Regions from separate parts of the Mus musculus genome. Here regions 2, 3 and 4 are each linked to region 1. Evidence: chromatin contacts called from public HiChIP or PLAC-seq and promoter capture Hi-C data. All regions are on one chromosome and are shown on one strand. Each heading gives the region's core, a stretch centred on a gene start, on an enhancer-like site or on the middle of the called end of the contact. The rest is flanking DNA. Distances are from core to core; before and after follow the strand shown.

What was found. Promoter capture Hi-C pulls out the DNA fragments that hold promoters and counts their contacts. HiChIP or PLAC-seq counts read pairs in DNA pulled down with a chosen protein or histone mark.
Region 2: a contact with region 1 is called in an H3K27ac HiChIP or PLAC-seq map of trophoblast stem cells, with 22 read pairs. The contact joins the enhancer-like site here to the promoter of Tnpo1 in region 1. A contact is called at or near these places in 10 of 39 promoter capture datasets (3T3-L1-derived adipocytes, the C10 cell line, embryonic stem cells and 4 more), 10 of 484 Hi-C or Micro-C datasets (the C10 cell line, conventional dendritic cells, embryonic stem cells and 3 more), 15 of 115 datasets of contacts at active chromatin or transcription factors (bone marrow-derived macrophages, embryonic forebrain, embryonic midbrain and 5 more) and 4 of 9 other capture datasets (adipose tissue, embryonic stem cells, liver and 1 more).
Region 3: a contact with region 1 is called in an H3K27ac HiChIP or PLAC-seq map of embryonic stem cells, with 9 read pairs. The contact joins the enhancer-like site here to the promoter of Tnpo1 in region 1. A contact is called at or near these places in 10 of 39 promoter capture datasets (3T3-L1-derived adipocytes, the C10 cell line, embryonic stem cells and 3 more), 15 of 484 Hi-C or Micro-C datasets (the BV-2 cell line, the C10 cell line, bone marrow-derived macrophages and 6 more), 13 of 115 datasets of contacts at active chromatin or transcription factors (bone marrow-derived macrophages, differentiating embryonic stem cells, embryonic stem cells and 6 more) and 4 of 9 other capture datasets (adipose tissue, embryonic stem cells, liver and 1 more).
Region 4: a contact with region 1 is called in a promoter capture Hi-C map of the C10 cell line. The contact joins the enhancer-like site here to the promoter of Tnpo1 in region 1. A contact is called at or near these places in 4 of 39 promoter capture datasets (the C10 cell line, fetal liver, liver and 1 more), 6 of 115 datasets of contacts at active chromatin or transcription factors (CD8 T cells, the SCID.adh cell line, bone marrow-derived macrophages and 3 more) and 3 of 9 other capture datasets (adipose tissue, liver and pancreatic islet).

What each region holds. Positions count from the first base shown.
Region 1 is chr13:98,924,834-98,928,119 of GRCm38.p6, forward strand. Tnpo1 (transportin 1) reads right to left here and starts at 1,551. Exons shown (of 24, transcript NM_178716.3): 1 at 1,418-1,551. The coding sequence starts at 1,432. It overlaps Gm52051 (translation initiation factor IF-2-like), which reads left to right. Exons shown (of 2, transcript XR_003950643.1): 1 at 1-2,573.
Region 2 is chr13:99,037,061-99,040,346 of GRCm38.p6, forward strand. No RefSeq gene overlaps it. Among named protein-coding and RNA genes, the nearest start is that of Gm35493, 34 kb to the right of the region's middle. Within about 2 kb of position 1,526, at least 27 of the 459 cell types and tissues checked have an H3K27ac peak or open chromatin away from gene starts, as enhancers often do. A contact at or near this core is called in embryonic stem cells and trophoblast stem cells, where this site is marked.
Region 3 is chr13:99,015,456-99,018,741 of GRCm38.p6, forward strand. No RefSeq gene overlaps it. Among named protein-coding and RNA genes, the nearest start is that of Gm35279, 23 kb to the left of the region's middle. Within about 2 kb of position 1,451, at least 12 of the 459 cell types and tissues checked have an H3K27ac peak or open chromatin away from gene starts, as enhancers often do. A contact at or near this core is called in differentiating embryonic stem cells and embryonic stem cells, where this site is marked.
Region 4 is chr13:98,840,007-98,843,292 of GRCm38.p6, forward strand. Tnpo1 (transportin 1) reads right to left here. Exons shown (of 24, transcript NM_178716.3): 24 at 2,075-3,286. Among named protein-coding and RNA genes, the nearest start is that of Gm34995, 26 kb to the left of the region's middle. Within about 2 kb of position 1,450, at least 2 of the 459 cell types and tissues checked have an H3K27ac peak or open chromatin away from gene starts, as enhancers often do.

The DNA.
Region 1 (3,286 bases), core at 301-2,800:
ATAATGGCAAAAAGGCACAGCTAGGATCTTTTTTTTTTTTTAAGATAAAATTCTATCCTGTTGCTATTATATAATGGCAAAAAGGCTTTTAGGAATGGAGGGAGAAATACAAAAATATTTTCTATAGGTCTTTCAGTGGGAGGAATTCAGTAATTTCTGGCCAGGGCAGGATGGAAAAGCACATGGCTAATGGAAGGCCGAGGCCCTCTTCAGAAAGGGAAGACGAACCACTCACAGTGCAGTAGGTGTACACGGACTCAAGTAAAAGCTGAATTGCCAAACCACTATTCACCCACACACGGCAAGTGTCAAGGAGTTTAAAATAAATCGGCCACCTCTAAAGTAGTATTTTTCCTTTGCACTTGCAAATTTCCACATAGACCAGCCATTCTCTAGAACCAGGACGGAGGGTTACAGGACAGTAACAAGGATCACTTCTCACCAACTACAAACCATCCACTTACTTCATTAGCACACTTTCTTACCACACTTAAGTGAAAGTTTCGATAGGGAAACTCAAAACCCAGCAGGTACTTTTGGTATCCTAAAGATGAACACGTCTGAGCGTGCACATTGCAGACAGACAGGTCAGTTCCAAATACTGATTTCACCGAATATTTTGCATTTAAGGAGCGTCTTCTCTTTAGGGGGGAAAAGCATTGCTTACGTACTCATTGAAGCCATCACTGTTTTTCGAACAGGACATACTAAGCTTCTTAATACAATCTCCCCAACTAGTGGACAGCCTCTGACTTCGTTTCTACAGTTAACAGCTGATTCGCGACTGGCGTAACAAAGTGAAACTGTAAACAATCCCTGCAAACCCCACGTGATTAAAAAAAATTAAGCCCCGCGAGATCATTTCTAAGAGGAAGAAAGCCTTTCTAAAGCCAGTTTGATTGTGGTGGCGGGTCTGTTCCTCGGCGGCCCTTCCCCGTGGCGTGGGCAGACAGAGGCAGACGTGCAAAACCCACAAACCTAAGCAAAACCCGTAGTTACAAACATTAAAATTATGTTCACAGGTCGCGAGGCCAGCAGGCCCTCGGGGGAGACGGATCAGCTGGCTGCAGAAACCGGAGTGTGCGAGGCTCCGGGACAAAGACCGGCGACCTCGGGCCCTCGCACCGTGCGGCCTGACGGGCATCGCAGCGGCTCGGCCCGCCAGCCTCCCGCCACCCCCAGGACCGACCTCCCGCTCCTGGGGCGCCGCCTGCCCTGTCCGGGACCCGCAGGGCGCCCGGGACCGCAGCTGTTGGGCTTAGAACCGCGCCGTCGCCGGCGGGCTCCAAACGGCCAGGCCCCGTCCGAGAGGGCGGACAGCGGAGCGCGGTCCCCTCGGCGCGGCGGCCGGTCGGAGCTCGCTCGGGCCGCTTCCCACCCGCCTCCGCCCTGGCCACGCACCCTCACGCCAACCTACCCGGTCCCACACCATCCCAGAGGCCTCCGGCGCTCGGGCCTTTCTGCCGAAGCGGCGCTGCCTCCCGTCCGGGGCCTGAAATGGCTGCGGAACAAAGAGAATCCGGGCTCCGGCGAGCGCCGGTCCGATTGGCCGGGGGGCGGAGCCCGGCGCGGGAATCTTCGGCGGCGGTCGCCTTGGCAACGGCGACGGGGCTGGGAAAACTGCGGCCTGGGCCTGCTGGCCTGCGTCGGGAAGGCGGGCGGGCGGGCGGCGCGCCCCAGCGGTTTTCACCAAGCGGGGTCCCGGGGTCGACGCCTCGGCCCCGTGCCCGCCTCACACCCCCTCGCGCCCACTGCAGCCCCCACAAGCCAGCCTGGGGCTCAGTCGCGGCCTCCGCTGCCCAGCCCGTTGAGTGTGAACGCCCAGATGCACGGCCCTTCCGGCGGCAGGTGACGTGCGTGCCCGGAGTGCACTCGTGTCCCCCCCGGGAGACCGCCGAGCCCAGAGCCCGGCGACACCCACCAGGCCGCTCGTCCCACAGTCGAACTGTTACAGCTTTCCTGGGACAAGGCAGAAGGGTGTGGGCGGACGGCGGCCCCCTTGATAACACAGGGGCTTCTGAAATGTGCTGATGTAGCACGAAACTACCATATAAAACCAAATGAAATGATTTAGAAAATTAGGTTTACATCTCTAGGTATGTTTCTACTATAAAGCTAGTTCCCTGAGCTTGGAGATAATAAGCTCTCCTCTCTCCTTATACAGCCACCACCAGAGAGGTACTGTAACTTCAAGCTGAAAGTGTTTTAAAATGGGAGAGGTAGGCACTTTTCAAGCCAGTTGCAATAATGGTAATGAAGAGAGGTGAATTGTTCTTCCCAGTGGTAGCACACGCTTTTAATCCCAGCACTTGGGAGGCAGAGTCAGGCAGACTTCTGAGTTCAAGGCCAGCCAGGGCTATACTGAGAAACCCGGTCTTGGAAGAATCGTTCTTCCCTGCCTGGTTATTTTTACACAAACTTACCACGTATGAGTATTTTAAATATGCACAGCAAGGTGGTCCTTTTTTCTGAGTGAGTGGCCAGCGAGAATTATCTTCACATCAGTGCTTTCAACTGCCTTAGTGTTACATACTTCTTGTTTAGGCAGTGATTGCTCTCCATACACTTTACAGGTAAAATTATTGTACCTAATTCTTGAAAAATGCTAAATATTTACAACTTATTTATTAAGAAGCTTAAAAATCTTCACTTGTAATACTTTTTAGTGTTACAATTAGCTTAACTCAAAGTTTGAGACTAAAAGATGGTTTTTATCATCAGAAAGCTGAAAATTGAAAGGGAAAATATTTAAAATTACTAAAATATGGCCAGGCATGGCAGCCCACACTTTTAGTCCCATCACTCCAGAGGCAGAGGCAGACAGATTGCTGAGTTCCAGGCCAGCCTGGCCTACACAGAGAAACTTTGTCTCTATCAAATAAAATAAACATTTTTAAATGTTGATTTAATAGAAGTTAGATAGAGTAGTGTTCTTGGAAAGGAATTTTCTAAGAAGGAATATGTCCTAAGAAAAACAATTTAATGTAAACCTTCCTCCAGAGCAGTTTGGTGAGTCTGCAAAAAAATTTACTGCAAGGAAAAATGTAAACAGGTCTTATTTTATACTTAAAAGCTTTCATTGTAGAGTAGAGACTTGTAAAAATCAGATGATTGTGTGATTGTGGTAACTGAATCTTACATTGCTGGAGATTTAAAAAATAAAATAGCATTAAAATCTATAAGATTAGGGGCTGGGAAAATGGTTCAGAGGGTAACAGCCTTTGTTTTTGCAGAGGACCTGGGTTTTAGTCTCCAACCATGAGGTAGCTCATAACCGTTCATAATT
Region 2 (3,286 bases), core at 276-2,775, 110 kb after region 1:
CTTCTGTGGGGGGGAGCAGTGACAGGAGGGGGTGATCAGGTGATCACCCAGACAAGGATGCTGTGGATCTCTGCACATACTGTTTTTACCTAAAGGGCAACTGTTTGTCAACGTCTATATTCAGGCCAGGCCAGAGGAAGGCACTCACCACACCCCAGCCTGACCCTGGGAAGGCCTTGCCATGACCTTGAGCCTGAGACATTGATGTCCTTGACCTGTCTGTGCTCATATCACTTGTGCTCATTAAGACAAGGTGTGGTGCTTTGAATAAAAACGGTCTCCATCGGTTCTTAGGGATGGGCATGATTGGAGGTGTGGCTTTGTTGGAGTGGGTGTGGCCTTGTTGGAGTAGGTGTGGCCTTGTTGGAGTAGGTGTGACCTTGTTGGAGCGAGTGTGGCCTTGTTGGAGGAAATGAGTCACTAGAGGTGGACTTGGTGCTTTCAGATATTCAAGCTAGGTCCAGTGTCACTAGCTCTTCCTGTTGCCTGAGGATCCTGATGTAGGAATCCCAGCTACCTCTCCAGTACCATGTCTGCCTTGGTGCCGTCATGTTTTCTACTATGATGAGAATAGACTAAATCTCTGAACTGTAAAACCAGCCCCAGTTTAATGTTTTCCTTTATAAGAGTTGCTGTGGTCATGGTGTCTCTTCACAGCTAGCTAAGACGTATGGGCACAGTCACTTCCTGCAGGCCTGGCTCTTTCTACTGACCGGGCTAGCACTTTTTTCTAGTATGTTGGTCCAGTGAAAGGGCAAAACCCTTTCAAAAGGTGGCCACCCGGAGGAACCTGTGCAGGCTGGTTTTGACAGCTGCCTTCTCAGCCATTCACTTCTTGGAGGACATAGCTGAAGTCCTGCTCAATGGGGGCAAGAGTAAGTGGTTTCTTGTCAGATGGGGGTAGCACTAATGGAGCCGGGAGAGGAGGAGGGTGGGCAGAAAGGCAGCACTCCACCCAACTGTAAGATGAGTTCCCAGGGGGGGCCAGTGACCTGGCTGAGAGCTGCAGACATGCACAGTACTGTGTCCACCCCCCCCCACCGCGTTAACTTTTTTTTGTTTTTTACTCAAAAACACATCCCTCCTTTTTACTTTCAGAAATAACACCCACTTGAGGCAGAAGTGGTATATTTTTAGTTCTTAATGTTTGGAAAATAGAGAAAGAGCAGAAAATAATCAGACTCTAGCAACCAGAACCTTATAATGCAAAGCCCCCTCCCCCACTCCTCCCCACTCCCGCACCCCTCCCCCTGCATTCCACACCTTGTCTGTGGAGGTCAGTGACAAGGAGTAGCTACAGACAGGGTGCGTGGGCAGCCATTGGAGAATGGGAGAGACAGAGTAGGAGGTAGATAGGGTCTTCCTACACTCAGGGGATGGAAGGATGATGCAGGTAGGAGGTGGGGAGCAGTCCATGGAAGTCCCACGTAATTTGATCCCCTGTGACTTTCCAAGACAGGATCTCACCGCAGCTGAGAGACAGGACATGGCTGGAATAACCAGTTCCTGCAGGAATGAGTAAACTCCTCTGATAGCTGGGAATATCCTTAGGCAGCTGCTTTGGGGTAGGGGAGCATCCTAAGGGTCGTGACCTTGAACTGTCCGAGTCCTCTGTGTTTCGTTCACACCCGTGCCTGTCCAAGGTTTAGAGAGAGTTAACCAGAGAGGGCTCAGGGCAGACTGGCTGGAGTTTGGTCAAAGAGATTCTTTGTTTTCAGGCGGTTCGGTCTCATTCCTGGTTCCACAGGTAGAGACTGGGTGGTTTAATCTCTGCATGTCGCATGTGCGCCTTTCTGCCACAGTGAGTCCCTTTCTTGCTGCTTCTGTCTGGGAGCAGATGAAGGAATGTGCTTGCACTGGAAACAGTCAACAGAGCAGTTGTTTCCCCTACCTCACCTCTCACGCTGTGGTAGCCTGCCCTGTAGGGGCAGGCTACGGACATTGTTTCTGGTTACAGGTGTTCTTTCTTCAGGCAAATGGCCTTTCACTAGTAGCGGCTGTAAATCAGGCTGGCCATGCTAGAAAAGCTAGCTGGCTTCTTAAGAGGTACCTGGGGTGGTGACCTACTAGGAAAGGGGGCCAGTCATGGGAGCAGTGAGCAGAGTGATTACCTTCAAAGTCAGACTGTGCAGGTCCAGGCTGCGCCAGTGACACAAGCGCTGTCCCCTCTGCACAGGTGGAGAAACCTTTGATACGGGAGATAAAAGCTAAGTGGGTGACCCAGCTTGGAAAGCGGGGCGACATACTGTACTTACAGTTGACCCCGGTGTCAGTCACTGCGTCAGAGATGACACACTTCTCTGGCTTCAGCTTCTTGCTAGGAGCCTAGGGAATTCTCGCTACCAAAAGCCCTTTGGGCCTGTGGCCACCCTGCAGACAGGGCCCCAAGGCAGCTTGTTAAACAAAAGGAAAACCCTAGTTCTGCAAGAGCAGGGACTCTAAAGACCCAGGCGTCTGTGCTTTCTTTGAGGAGTCTGTGGTGTAGCTCTCTGCTCTCTCAATCTCTTTGGAACTCCCATGGTGGTGGTCCTGAAACCTCCTGGGTTCAAATCCCATCTGTGCCTCTTTCTGGTTGTGTGATCTAAGGTAAGCAACTTGATCTCTCTGTGCCTTACTCTCCACATCTGTATAATGGAGATGGTGATAACATCTCCCAGGGGTATCACGAGCATCAACTGCATACATAAGGTGATTTGCTCAGTATATAGCGTGTGGAAGACACTGATGGCTGGTGGTTTAATCATGGCCACCACAGGCTAGCTCTCTAGTTTGACTGATGCATCACTGCTCACCTGGCAGCCCAGGATCCACCTTAGCCTGAGGGGCTTGCAGTCTTTTGCCGGTCAGTAGGACCCTTCCTTCTGCTCCAGTTCCTTCCTCTCCTTTGGTTGTAGGAGGTACAACAGGGTTTATTTTCCAAAAAAACCAGTTGCACCCCACAATTGCCCCACCTCGAAAGCGTGTTTGGAGAGTAATACAGGGTAATGCAGGGTCTGGTGTACCCTCGACCAATGGTCATCCTCTGTAGGCGTCTTTGGGTTTTATTGCTCTGAAGAGACACCACGACCATGGCAGCTCTTATAAAGGAAAACATTTCATTGAAGGTGGCTTACAGTTTCAGAAGTTTAGTCCATTATAGTCATGGCGAGGAAGCATGGTGGCCTGCAGGCAGACACAGGGCTAGAGAAGGAGCTGAGAGTTCTACAACCAGATCTGCAAGCAGCAGAAGGTGGACTGTGACACTCTACAAGACTTGAGTGTCTGAGACTTCAAAGCCCACCCCCTA
Region 3 (3,286 bases), core at 201-2,700, 91 kb after region 1:
AGAGTGAGTTCCAGGACAGCCAGGACTACACAGAGAAACCCTATCTTGAAAAACAAACAAACAAAACAAAACAAATCAAAGCAGAGCTAAGGGGTCCGCAAGATGCCTCAGTGGGTGAAGGAGCTTGCTACTAAGCCTGATGGTTTGACCTTAATCTCTGGGGTCCACACAGAAGAAATAGAGAGCTGAGCATTGTTGTATTAGCATCCTACTCAAAACCATCAAGAATCTGAGAGCCTTCTTTCCCTCCCTTCCCTCAGTTACCCTGAGGAAGATCTCCGTTCTTTCTATTCCTTTGCTATTAAAGGCTGGCACGGATGATCTATCCACATAAGAACTCAACAGAGAAACAGTAGGGACGGACACACACACACACACACACACACACACACACACACTTCTCTCCAAGAGAGTAACCCCATGCTGATGACAAAAAGAACTATGTAAAGTCACTGAAGAAGAAATTTGCAAAGCTTCTCTCAGAGCATCCAGAATATGGGGAGTAATTCAGTCACAAGGTGACCAGAGCAAAGGAACATGAGTGTCTCTGATAGAGACTGGCTCGACTGCCTAAGGATAATCATCGGAGGGTTCATGGGTCTTAAATACTTGTAGCTCTTTAAAGTGTAAATGAAGATTTCTTTGCCCTGAATAGAATGTTCCTCTCTTCTCTTATCACAAATGTAAAACCCTCACAGCTTGTATAATGTCACCATTGGGGGTCCACTTTTAACTCAGACTAGTGTAACCTCTTCTTGCAATAAACTGAAAAAAAAAACAAAAAAACAAAACAACACACCAAAACCAGAGTCACGCTGTCATAAATGAACTAGACTGTTTTGAACCTTCGGCGTTTTACCTCCATGGTCTAGTCTTACCAGGCTAATGTATTTCAAAGCAAACGAGTGCTGATAATTGTAGGACTCTTATTTAGGCCTCATGTAAATGAACTTTGAATGGCAGATGCTAGAGGCAAGGGAATAAACTTGAATTCTGTTCCTGGGAAGAGCTTTTCAAAAATAAAGAGAGCACCTTTCAATTTGTTGATGAACATCACTGCAGAGGAAGAGCCAAGCAGAGGTCGATAGAGTAGCCGCGGGAACGTATTGGATTGGAACTCTGCTTTAAGTGGATCTTTGTGCTCAGTTTTGGATCACTTCCTGAAGCCAATACTGGTCGACCTGAAAGAAACTCTGTGGGAGCTAAAATGATGTCTATCTGTGGAAGTAGCCTTTAAGAAGACTAGATCTGGATTTTAGAATTCCTGTCTAAAATAGACTTCTCTTTCAAAACAGTCACTGTTACCTTTCAGGAACCAACTCACAGGTGATTGTTAATTGTGATTCTATCTCTTGCTGGGAATTTTAGAGATCAATGCTAATGGGATTTACATTCAGGGCGAGACTCTCAGCACCTGGATGCTTGTTAGAGATACAGAATCTGGCTGGGCGTGGTTGCACCGCCTTTAATCCCAGCCCTCGGGAAGCAGAGGCAGGTGGATCTGTGAGTTAGAGGCCAGTCTGATCTACAGAATGAATTCCAGGACAGCCAGGGAGAAGCCCTGTCTTGAAAAAACAAAAACAAACAAAAAAATATGGAATCTCAGCCTTGATCTCATGTCTCCTTAGTCAGGGTCATCACTCGGATCAGGTTGCCATGGGAACCTATGGATGTATTTGAGTCTGAAGGGCTCCACTCTGGGTGGTGGGCAGTCTAAGGAGCTGACAGGAGATAATGCTAAGCACCCAGTGAGGTTAGTTAGAGTGGTGGCCACTGACATCAGTACAAGTCAGATATCACAGGAATAAACAGCATGATAATGTTACCTGACAGTTTTAAAATGTAAGAAAGAAGCAAACACTGTGGGTCTTGCTGCTCTTGTGTTATATTATGAGTGAAAGGTTTTTGGGGCTGGAGAGACAGCTCAGTAGTTGAGAGTATTAGCTGCTTTTCCAGAGGACCAAGGTTCGGTTTCCAGCACTCACACAGTGGCTCAAAACCATATATAACTCCAGTCCCAGGAGATAGAGTGCCTTCTCTGGCTTCCGTGGGCACAGGGCATACATGTGACTTAGAAACACATGTTCAGGCAAAGTGCTCATTTACATAAAATAAAAATAATTAAAATGTTAAAAAAATGTTTTGACTGTGTCATCTGCTCACTCAAAAGTGCTGCTTCAACTTTTCAGCTTAGTGACACCAGGCCTGGATTTCCATGGGAGAGAGTTATCCACTTACTGAATTATTTAATTCCTCCCAATTGCACAACATTCCTTCTTTCTTTCTTCCTTCCTTTCTTCCGTTCTTTTCTTTTCTTTTCTTTTCCTTTCCTTTCCTTCCTTTCTTCTCTTTCTTTCTTTCTTTCTTTCTTTCTTTCTTTCTTTCTTTCTTCCTTCCTTCCTTCTTTTCTTTCTTTCTTTCTTTCTTTCTTTCTTTCTTTCTTTCTTTCTTTCTTTCTTTCTTTCTTTCTTTTTCTCTATGGAAAGTGAGATTGGGAAACAGCCAGAAAAAGCAAATCACCCCTGATGAATGAAGTCTGCAGTCACTGGCAAAAGCCACTCAAGTCCTTTTCACCACCCCACCCCACCCACCCCACCCTATCCCACCCCACCCCACCCCCATTCCTTCTGCATGTTAGTTGGTCACAGCTGATATCCTAGGACATTTCCCCTCTCTCCCCTGGGCTTAGAAGACCAGTGGGCTTAATGCTTTCTTTTTAATGGTTTGTCAGCGAGTACCAGTACCGGATAGATGCTCTTCCTCCCCTTGGAGGCAGAGTAGCTAATGAAGGTTGACAAAGGCCTCTGGTTGAATCCTGGGACTGATGCTGACGGCGGCACACCCCACAGACCCCAGCAAACTGATTTTTATTGACAGTCTCTTCACCTAACAAACTAAGAGTCTGAGATTTAAGCACTTTCTAAATCGTTAAATAAATAATTTTTTGTTTTCCTGATAGAACATTTTGGTAGTTTGTCTTAATTAAACACAGCTACCAGCTTCCTGGATGGCTTCATTGATTTTTTTTTTCTTCAATTTATAAAAGGTCTCTTTCTAAAATGGAATATAATGTATGTGTCTTTTTGTAACCTCCTCCCCTTCCCCCATCAGGAAACCTCAACAACATAGGAGACTTGGGTGCTCATGATTAACCCTTCAGTTTCGTGTTGTCACGGGATGGGCGGAAAAGGGTTACAACAGAATCCATCTAGAAACAGTCTGCTCTAACTAAGCCAAGGCTGGTGTTGTTGCCTTGGTAAACTTTATTGCAAGCTCTCTCTAGGTT
Region 4 (3,286 bases), core at 200-2,699, 85 kb before region 1:
ATTATGCGCATACCTTAACAAATGTATAAGTATATTAATTAGGCATTGAGAATTATCTCTATATATGTAATACCAACAGGGAGAAGATCTGTATCAAGCCTGAAGTTCATTTCCAGTTACCTAGAAAGACAGGTCAGAGGAGCTAACTGTCATGTGAAACTTAACTGGAACGAGGCTTAGAAGCAGTGCCATATTTAATACAGTATGAAATGCACTAGTTGCTATACAATGCTACTGCATGGCATTGAACTAGATAATATTGTTACCAACACAGGCCATTACTGCGCATCTGCCCATCACAATTATCCCAGGGTGTTAACCACAGACCCTAGTTTCCTTAGATTCCAATGACCACGTTATTAGACAGCACTAGCAGCAACAATTAGTGTCCCCCCACCTTGTAATATTTGCAAAAGTAGCTCCACAAGAAGGCTGTGTGCACCTGAAGACTCAGGAAGGGCCTGGGGTGCAGACGTGCATGGTACACTCTTCTCTTGGGAAGAATGCTTTTGCACTGCTATCTGTTAATACATTCAATATGAATATAATTAACTATATGAAGCAAAAAGTTTTTCACTGCAAAGGTGTTAAATGGAGACAAGAGTTTAATACATAATTTAATTCTGGCACCCCAACTTTGCAAAATTTTATGTAGGGAGAAGATTCCACTTTTGTGTTCTGAGTGTTTGGAAAAGGAGAGGACCAAACTCAACTCATTTTCAGTCGAGTCTCCATACCAAGTGTGAGGAGAGGTTTTTATTTCTCTCTCTGGTCTGGTAAAACAATTGGAGGAGGAAAAATAATCGACTAACCGGGAAGATAATCAATAAAATACATTAAAACAAAACAAAAAAACACCTTACAAACCTCCAAAGACTATTAAGTATGATGGTCTTTCTTTATAAACATGTCAGCAAAGCAAAACGATACAAGGATATTCACCTGAGATAAAACTTGTATCTGAATATTTCTAACTGAGTAGACAAAGCAGTCAGAGGAAAGTCAGCTGAAATTATTTTAAAATATACATCTGACTCTATTTTACAATATATGCAATTTAAGCAATTCAGATCAATGAAAAAGTTTTAACCAAAAAAATCACAGTGTTTATCAATGTTAATTACAAAATGTATGCTACTTGTTTTGTTTTAAGATGTAATGGCTTGGTTAAGTATTCTGAGATCTGAGATCTGAGTTGCATAACAAAATCAAGTAGCAATGATGTAAAGCATCAGGGCTGGCTCTAAGGGTATTTACAAGGTGGTTATTTTGGAAATAACCAACAAACAATACAAAAGTAATTTTCCTTACACAGTATGAAGTCATTAAAGAGATTAGACAATACAAAAAGCAAAACCATTTCCCGAGTAAATGAACACCTGTGGCACTAAGTTCGCTTGCTAACTAATGGGTGGTAGGTAACATGGAACTGCCAAGCACGCACTTCAATGACACTAGACACACTTTCTGTTTCCAACTTAGGTTGATCAGCAGCTTTTGTTCTGTTAGAATCCTTCAGAGAGAGAAGCTCAAACAGGAAAAAGAAGGCATATATAAAACAGTAAACACTGACCTCCTGAGGTTCCTACAACATAAAAATATTCAAGTAGAAAATCTACATCACTCAGCAGCGGCTATCTCTGTAGTTGAGCACACTAAGAGCATTTTAGTGTGTAAGGAGCAGATGAAGTAAGCCGTGCTTTAAGCATGCCAAGAGGCAGAAACACTGGAATGTAACAATGACAAACTCGCAACCTCATAGACATTTAAGCAACATTCAAAACTATCAAGACTGCACCACAAGAATTAAGTTCTTTATATATATATATATATCCCATGATGTGTCACGTTTCATCAAAACAATAAATGCTAACTCAGCGCTGACCTCAAAAAACTTAAATGGCTTCTGCAAATTCCTGTGCTATATACTATGTTGTTTAAAATATAATATAAATTAAGAAGAAACAATAGCCTCAACAGGGAAAGCTACATTAGAAAAGAAAACCACCCCAGTGTTAGGGTGTAAGCCATATTTACTTAAGTTTCTATTTTAAAGTTATTAGATTTAGAAACAAATTTACTATAAAGCCAAATACTGCTTTTGAGCTGCATAACTGCTAACTTGGAAATATATTCTTAATTAGACAGGTAATAAAATTGCCTTTAATTAACAAAGAATTGTTTATCACAGATCCAGAAAACTTTACTTTGCTTCTTATGCATTAATGGACAAATGTGGCTGTTTCTATATTACTTATGTAAGACTATCTCCTATATTACGTCCCCAAAGTATATGAAGCACTACAAGGCATTCTACAACCTAAGAATAAAACAGCTATTCCACTCTTGCTCTAAAGGCCAACTGAGAAGCAAATTTTAAGCTTCCAGTAAAGTAATGTACTAAAAAGCGAAATACCACACACCCTTGAGTCTAGCTTAAAAAAATAAAAAATAGGAGAGAGAGACTGGGCACTATACATGGTTTTATTTCAGGCCCCACAGACTGAAATTTGCAAAGCCAAAACAGAAGAAAAGAAAGTAAAAGAACATGTTAAAACAAACAAACAAACAAACAAACACATCCACAACAAAACCCTCTGCGTGCTACCATGCATGTGAAATGTTTTAAAACTGTATTTATAAAGTCACACACGGACAGCTCACACTTCAGTGCAATGGCTGTTATCAGTCACTTCTATAGAACAGAACCATGCAAAGAGGAGCAACTCCTATAAAAACGGTTATTGGGTATTTATTCTGCAATGCAAAGGTGACAAATTAAAATATAAAAAGGCTGTTATGGCTTAACTTTTTTTTGCAGATTAAATATGCAGCATTGAAAAATGGAAAGGTGTGGCTTAATCTCTGACCAGCAGAGCTAAAAGGAAAAATCTCTCCATTTCCCTTCATCATCATGGGATACACACTGCTCAGGCAATCCAAATTAATAAAGATTTGCACTTTCATATGGACATAAGATCAAGTGTACCAGTTAGGGTCTTCACATTCACAGTATGTAAGAAAATACACATGGGAGGAAGAGCAAAGGGTTAACTTAACAAGGATTTATTCACAGAGATACATAGAAGCAGAGGGAAAAATAACAGAAAGGCAAACAAATGAAATGAAGAGGATCCAAACCAACTCTCACTCTGTAGCTGTGTATGTGCCCCATGTGCATATGCTTAGGGCACAGAGGGCCACCAACATGCGCCAATACAGTGTAGGAACCCTGCATTACATCCATTAACTTAAACATAGCTTTAAGATCATGCTTCGAACAAAA